Regions from separate parts of the Mus musculus genome. Here region 2 is linked to region 1. Evidence: chromatin contacts called from public HiChIP or PLAC-seq data. All regions are on one chromosome and are shown on one strand. The core of a region is the stretch at or near the end of the contact, and the rest is flanking DNA. Distances in the headings are between cores, read along the strand shown.

The links. HiChIP or PLAC-seq counts read pairs in DNA pulled down with a chosen protein or histone mark.
Region 2: a contact with region 1 is called in an HNF4G HiChIP or PLAC-seq map of pancreatic cancer cells. The contact joins the promoter of Klhdc8a here to the promoter of Rassf5 in region 1. A contact is called at or near these places in 1 of 39 promoter capture datasets (liver) and 1 of 115 datasets of contacts at active chromatin or transcription factors (pancreatic cancer cells).

Annotation. Positions count from the first base shown.
Region 1 is chr1:131,242,810-131,246,679 of GRCm38.p6, forward strand. It overlaps Rassf5 (Ras association (RalGDS/AF-6) domain family member 5), which reads right to left and starts at 2,369. Exons shown (of 6, transcript NM_018750.4): 1 at 1,880-2,369. The coding sequence starts at 2,321. Gm28913 (a long non-coding RNA gene) reads left to right here and starts at 2,281. Exons shown (of 3, transcript XR_878525.3): 1 at 2,281-2,557.
Region 2 is chr1:132,296,660-132,300,457 of GRCm38.p6, forward strand. It overlaps Klhdc8a (kelch domain containing 8A), which reads left to right and starts at 1,967. Exons shown (of 5, transcript NM_144810.5): 1 at 1,967-2,993. The coding sequence starts at 2,618. Gm51645 (a long non-coding RNA gene) reads left to right here. Exons shown (of 4, transcript XR_003947998.1): 4 at 161-722.

The DNA.
Region 1 (3,870 bases), core at 1,119-3,618:
GAGCCAGACCTCAGCTTAGCACCAGATGTCTGGTGAGTCTGTCCTGCACACCAAAACTGTCTCAACTTTCTCTTGGTCAGCCGAACACTCACGGTTAGTTAAATATTAAAAAAAACCAAACAAACAGAGATTCCTTTCTGTGGCCTTCCTGACTTCAGTTCTGCTGCCTCTTTGGTGTTCAGGCATCTCTGGCTGGTAGGAAATCGACTACTCAGGGGCCACAGGAACCCAAGAAAGTGAAAGGACCTCAGCAAGTCGCAGGCCAGTGGGGATGCCTTGTGGAAGGAAACGGCAGGGAGGACACTATTTCCCAAGTGCTGGAAACTATTTAGGGACGGAGCAAGGGAAATAAACAACTCTCATGTGGTATGAGGATGCTCATTTCGTCATGGAGTACTGCACAGATACCCACAGAATCCTGCCAACACAGCATCATTGCTAACCAGAAGAATATCACAAACTCAGAGTAAAGCTGACAGTCCCTCAAAGTCTAAACAAGCGGGAATTGCAACAAGCATATTCTCACAGACAGTGCAGCTTCTGGAATTTGAGCCTTAGTAGATCCATAACAGTGAATCCACTGCCTCATCCTCTGTGTCCAGGGCTAGTGGGTACTGCAAAGCACTCAGGAACACGGAGGGAGATAAAGCTAGCAGCGGGCCCAGAGGTAAGTTGCACTGGATTCGTCTGCAGGTCAGCAGCATTTACAAGGAACAGCAGCCCGTGCACAGGACTCTACATGCCCAGCCTTCTCCTTAACAGGCACCTGTATGGGGGATGCTCATGGTAGGAAGAATAGTCCCCCTTTTTCCTTTCACATATTCTGGAGCGGCTGAGGGGGAGCTGTTATGGGCTAGAGTGAGGGTAGTAGTGCTAGCTGCTGCTGTCCAGTGTTGCAGTCTGAAGGAGGCAACAGAGGATGGCCCTTTACCAAAAGATGTGACTGTAATCCATGTCCACAGATGATTGCCGGAAGCTGTCATTGCACTGCGTGCTTCATATGTTCAAAGGAGCTACGTAAACACACGGGTATGAGTATCCTCTGGCAACAGCAGATCCCTGGGTTGGTGGGGAGGAGACTTATACAGGGATACAGACTCACCATTGGCGAGAGGTAATGATAAGCCCTAAAAAGAGCGCAGACTTGCTCAGAAACTCTCTATACTGGTGCCCAGTGTTACAGTAAGATTGGGAGAAGCCAGCAGGCCAGTGGGGATGCCTTGTGGAAGGAAGGAACTGGCGGGGAGCTTAGTGATTTTAGGGCTGGAAGGCGGGTGCAGGGGGACAGGAGGAGGAAGAGGAGGCCACGAGGCACAGTCACACACTGGAGCAGAGTATAGAGCGTTGAGCCAGGTGTGGAGGGCTGAGGAGGCCTCAGGTGCAGGTGACCTTGGCATCTTTCAGCCTCACAGCCTGCTTCCATTCAAAGCCTAACCAGGCTTCCCATGCCAACAGCTCCCTAGGAGGAAGAGCCTGAGAGAACCTGAGGTGACCACCGAGTCATCTCCCCATTAACCCTAATAAGTGTCAAATACTCACTTCGTTGTCAATATCACTACCTCATTTTTAAAACTCACAACTAAAGGAAGAAGAGGGTGTGCGTAAGACACAATGACCTTGTGGAGAGCCATCAGTCCCAACCTACAAACAAGCTTGTTTACGCGCACGGGGGAGAAGGCTCAAACCCGTCTGAGGATACGTAACTGTACACATACAACTACCTCTGGTCAGTGGGCAGCCATTAAAGGATGCCAGGCAGTGACAGCAGCTGTCTCCAAAGGTAACCTGCCTAAAAGTTCGGACTGGCCACAAAAGGCAATGGCCTCCTCTCCCGGGCTCAGAGCCCTTCACCTCGCGCACCTTCCCCGCCCTCACTCACTAGCGCAGCGCAGCGCCTGCCGCAGCACCTCTCGTCCGCACAGGTCACACCAGCCCGGACCGCCCCGCAGCGCCAGTTCCACGAAACGGTGCCCCTCGCCTCTCTCGGCCAAGACGCGGGGATCCTGCGGCTGCTCGAAGATGCTCCTCACGTCGCGGGGTCGGTGTGACCCAGGTCGCAGCCGCAGTCTCGGCTGCAGACCGGGCCGGACAGGGCGAGCGTGTCGGCAGTCTCGGGGCGTGGGTTCGGGGTCCCTCCGGCCACTCCTCCTGCCACCGCGATCCTCTGACGCCCCGGCCGCGGGGATCAGGGCCGTGGGGATGCAGCGGCGCGGCCGGGCGGGAGGTGGCGGCTCGGTGCCACCCAGACTCTGCAGATACCGCGGCGGCTCGGGATCTAGGAGCAGCGGGTAGGGACGTTGCCCGATGGCCGGGGAAGCCATGGCCAAGGCCCGCAGGCGGCGGCAGCTACCGAGCCTGGCCAACAGAAGGGGCGGCTCCGGTCGAGCGCGCTTTTAAAGGGCCCGCAGCCCGCGGGCGGGGCGGGGCGGGGCGGAGCCCACCGAGAGGCCGGAAGGGCAACACGCGTGACTGCGGGTCGGAGCCGCGTGGATTTAGGAGTGACTCGGCGACTAGGCGGTGGTGAAGGTCCGAGCACCCGAGAGGCTTCGCGAGCTCGGTAGGCGCCGGCTCCTGCGCCTGTCTTCAGCTCTGCCCCGTCCCCTCTGGGCGTCTCCCAGGGCGCCCTAACACCGGCGGGGCGGGGAGCAGGTGGGAAGGCAGGGCTTTGGCAACCTGGTGTGGCCCCGGGACAGGAGCTAGCCCGCCGCTGTCAGTAAGGCGGCCCGCGGATTCTCCGAGCTGCCCGTGGGAAGCTGGCTACATCAGCTCTCTCCCTTCTCACCTCTGCTACATAGACTGCCCCTCCCCGAAGACTGGGATTAGAGTGACTGGTGATCCTTGGTGATCCGGTGATCATGAGAGACCTCTCTGTGCCCCATGGGTGGACAGGAACTTTCCTCCCGAATTACGCCCCTCCCCCCTTAGTTGCTGGAGTAATCACTGCGGAAATGAATGCCAATCCCTTACACACCTCCTTTGGTATGGAAGGTCCACCTGAGCAGGGGCGCAGGGTGGAGAAGTCCGCATCCTACCAGCACCAAGGGGTGCGCCATAGGTTCCTGTCTGGCTTAAGGTTATGTCGCCACCATCTTGAAAATCCTAATTCTTAACCCGGCCTATTCTTTTTGCACTGGGTCTTGAAAATTATGTAATGGTAATAACTAGTGGGCCTGTCCACAGTGCCGTCTCAAGGGATAGAGAACAGGTGGGACTGTGGATTTTCGAACCTGTGCCCGGTCGGTCGGTCGTAGGCTAGCAAGGGTCCTGGGCCCTCTACAGGCTGGTTTTGTAGCTGCAGGCGCCTTTGCTCTTTCCAGTTCTGCGGTTCTGACTTAGGCCTAGCTCACATTCCCGCCTCCCCCTGCCCCCCTTAAATTACAGGTTTGATTGATTTAGTGGCAGCCACCAGCAAGCAACTATGGGAATAGAGTCACTGCACCAAATTCAAAAATTCTGTATTTTGGGTCTCAACAAACCACTGGTAGAAATATTGGGGGAGGGGCATGTCTATAGTGAACATGTACACACTCTTTCTCCTTACTTATTAAATAATACTGGATAGCAATGATTCATATACACTTTCACAGTACCGGTGTTTAATATAGGCGGGGTTAAAATGCATAGGTTCTCTCTGCACACAAGCTACCTTATAAAAGGGATGAGAACCCTCAGGTTAGAGTATTGGGAGCAATAATGTATGTATAGAATGTGTGGGGATTCTGAAACCAGACCTGGAATTGTCTATAAATTCGCCTACATTTTAATCTCCAGGGTTCTTTCCCGGCTAGTGATGGGTCTCCCCCTAGTGTCTGGCTGGGGAATCCTCACTTTCACTTTTCCTCTCGAAGGTAAATTTAGGCAATGGCTAAA
Region 2 (3,798 bases), core at 717-3,216, 1.1 Mb after region 1:
GAATTTATAAGCACAAAAAACCATATCCCGAGTTGTCGTGCCTCATATAGCAAGAGCTGGAAGCAGAAGTACAGAAGGTAAAATCCAAGGTTAGTACATTTAGGGACTTCCCCAGAACTATGGACTTTGATGGATTAGGTCTTTGTTCTTGTTTTGGCAGGGTGCTGTCTTCCTGCTGGGTTCCAAGGCCTGAATGGAACTTCTATCATGGCCTCAGTTGTGCTAAGGTCTGGGGCCTATTACAAGAACAGGAATGGTAGGTATTGTCTGTGAAACGTCATTAGTTTAGACTACACTCTTAGAATGTGTGAGTTCTTATTGAACAGGGAGAAGAGAACACAGCCTTCTGTGGTTGATCTAGGTGCTGATTTTGCAAATACAAGAATCTAAGCTTTAAAAATAAGTAGAATTGTTAGGTCAAGAGCGCAAGATATTAAGATCGGCCTGTTTTAAGTTAGGGCTGCTATTTCTCCCAGAATTCACAGTCTCAGTGTGAGTGTTGGGAAGAATGTCCCAGGCCCTGGTTCTGTGTTAGAAGGTAAGGTGATAAGCATCACACTTGATAAACAGTCCCTACATCACCTCACTCAGCCTTCACAAACCTTACAACCACGGAACATTACAAAGAAATAAAGGGGAAAAAATCTGATGAAGAGTCATACACTTTTAATCCCAGCATTTAGGAGGCAAAGGCAGGTGGATTTCTGTGAGAGACCCTTCCTCAATAAATGGGAAGCTGGGGGGTGGGGTGGGGAGGAGAATTGGAGGCTATAGCAGGGAGATTGTGAGTTCCAGGCATACTGAGGAAAACAAAGAGGGGGTGAAGGGAGGGAGAGAGAGAGAGAGAGAGAGAGAGAGAGCTATTGATTCTTTCAACAATGATACTCCAGGAGTGAGCTCCATTCCCAGCCCCTTGTACAACGTGGCTGAAATGACAAGGCTTCAGACATGGGCTGTCAGGGGCTGGGGATCATAGAGTCCTCCTACCAGATATCAAAAGGTGACGTGGGAGCCCTGTAATGAAAATATACTCTGTTTATGGCATTGTCCTATAGCTTGGTGGGATTTTAATACTGGGAAAAACCGGATAAAGAATACTCCTTTCTTACAACCACATGTGACTCTATAGTTTATCACAAATAAAAGTTTAGTGCCTAGCGTGTGCACATCTCTGAGATCCATCCCCAACAGTGAGAGGAAATGCATACCAACATATAAGCACGTGAGTATGTGTATGTGTGTGTGTGTGTGCGCGCACACACACACACACACACACACACACTCACTCACAGACTCAGAGTAGAAACTGAAGCTAAGTTTTCCAGAGCAAACATTTGAACAGCAGTCTGTCAGGTTCCCGAGCTTGAGCCTTTCTGAATGGAAGGAAGCCAGAGAGGAGGACCCCGTGGGCTTGGGGAGACACTGCTAGGTGGTCCGGTATATCATGGGTACTTGAATTACTGGGTACTACAGTTCTGAAGGGTCTGTTGCTGGGTGGTTTGAGAGACCATCCACCCAGTCCTGCAGTTGCTGCTAAGGGCCGGGATTTGTTAATCAGGTTTGCACACTACAGATGCACAAGGGTTTGGAAGGTGAGGTCCTCCCAGCTTGTCTATTGGTGTGTTCAGCTGTGGTTTCCCTGTCTGTGACTTTATTTGAGGCTTTGTGGACGTCTCCACTTAGGAGGGAAAGAAGATTCTGTGTGAATTACATGCACACGAGTGAGAATTGTTAGATCGGCAGATCCCTGCCACATCTGTGCCTCCTAACTGGCTTCTGAGGTTAGACCATGTGAGCATACCTCCCCCCAAACAAAGCCAGCCTGTCACGAACTGGGTCTGTGTACTGTAGACAAACCGGGTAATTGGCCTCTCCGCCTCCTCACCCAAAACAAACACTCGCAAACGCCCGCCCCCACGCTGGCAGGATCTGCCTGTCATCTGGGCACCCGGCTCCTGCTCCGGCTGTCTCCGACCCTGTAGACACTGCAGGCCCTGCCCTCGCTCGCCCTGGTCGCCCGGGGCTGACGCACAGGCCACAGCCTCCGCCTCGGGGCGCGTGGGCTCCTGCCCAGGTGTGGAAGCTGCGGGGAGGCGGTGCGGGGAACCCGCGTCCTCCGGCCGGAGCTCGGCTTCTGGCGACCGCTCTCCTGCGCGGGTGACGGCGGCGTGCGGGCTGGGAAGGGCAGGGAGCGCTGTCCTCCGCTCCGCGGCTGCCAGGCGGACCGTGAAAGCTTCGCGCGGCTGTAGGCGCCGCCCGGGAGCTAGTGCTGGGCGAGCGCGGCGCCCACGCGCGGTGGGGTGGGCTCCGAGCTCCGGGGGACCGGGCGGGGGCGGGGCGCATCCTGCAAAGTTGACCAAGGGTGAGCTACCGCCGGCGCCCTGCTGCCCTAGATTCGCCAGGTTCTTTCCGCGGAGCCAGGCGTGGACGTCGCTGCCCCGCTGACACCCAAGGGACCCGGAGAAGCCAGCGGGCGTCGGCAGGGAGCCCGTGCAGCGCGAGATGGAGGCTGAGAGAGGGGACGCGCCGACCGGCGCCGTGTAGCCCGCGGGCCCCGGGGCTGGACCTTGCCCGGACGCTGTGGGGGCGCTCGAGCAGGGCCCTCCCCCGGGCTGCCATGGAAGTGCCCAATGTCAAGGACTTTCAGTGGAAGCGCCTTGCTCCACTGCCTAGCCGCCGGGTCTATTGCTCACTGCTGGAGACTGGGGGGCAGGTCTATGCCATCGGGGGATGTGATGACAATGGCGTCCCTATGGACTGCTTCGAGGTCTACTCCCCCGAGGCCGACCAGTGGACCTCCCTGCCCTCCCTGCCCACAGCCCGGGCCGGGGTAGCGATCACTGCCCTAGGAAAGCGGATTATGGTGATCGGGGGTGTGGGCACCAATCAACTGCCTGTGAAGGTCGTGGAAATGTACAACATCGATGAGGGCAAGTGGAAGAAGAGAAGCGTCTTGCGCGAGGCTGCCATGGGCATTTCTGTCACAGCCAAAGGCAAGTGGGGCCAGGGTTGAGGGTGGGCATTAGGGAAGAAAGTAAAGGGTCACGGGGGACACGGGTGTAAGGCAACATGATTTGGGTGGCCAATACACATTCCCTATAACATTCGAGCCTTACATTAAGCACTAAAACTAGAGACCCACTGCCCTTACTTTACAGATTGGAAAGGGACACTGAGCAGGTGAAATGTCTAGGAATTCCATCTGATGCCAGGAGTCAGCTCCAGCAAGCTGGGCAGGCCACTGCAGAGGGAGAGCCAAGGTGTGAGCCACGGGGTTATCTGCAATGACTCTGCAGACCCTGGCATTCAGCCGAATGACCACATTTGCCCTTGGCCGCCTGTCCCCTCCCCCAAACCTACCTGTGTAGGTCCCTGAGGATGCTCACCCCATCCTTCTACCATTACCAGGCCCCCAAGGAGGCTTTGAGACCTGATCCCAGGATCTTCGTTTACTTCTGACTGCAGTTTCAGACTTACTGAGTGGGGGTCAGAATGTCCCAAAAGCTTGTTTCATGTTGCATTATTATCCAGGTTCTCTTGCTTGCATGTGGTTTTAAAATTCTCACTTTCTCAAAGCCTTCATTTCACTCTTCTTGGGCCTAATACAGTCTGTGATGTCGAGGGGATCCAACTGCAGTTTTGCTAAACACACAAAGTTTTGTGAGAATGGGAGTTAAGAGACCCCAAGTTCATATACAGTTGCCTCCACACCGTAGGCTCGGTGGGGTGACCTTTCGCTTTCCCATCCGTCCCTGTCTCTTTTACTATTATACCCCAGCTGACTGGCTAACACACGGC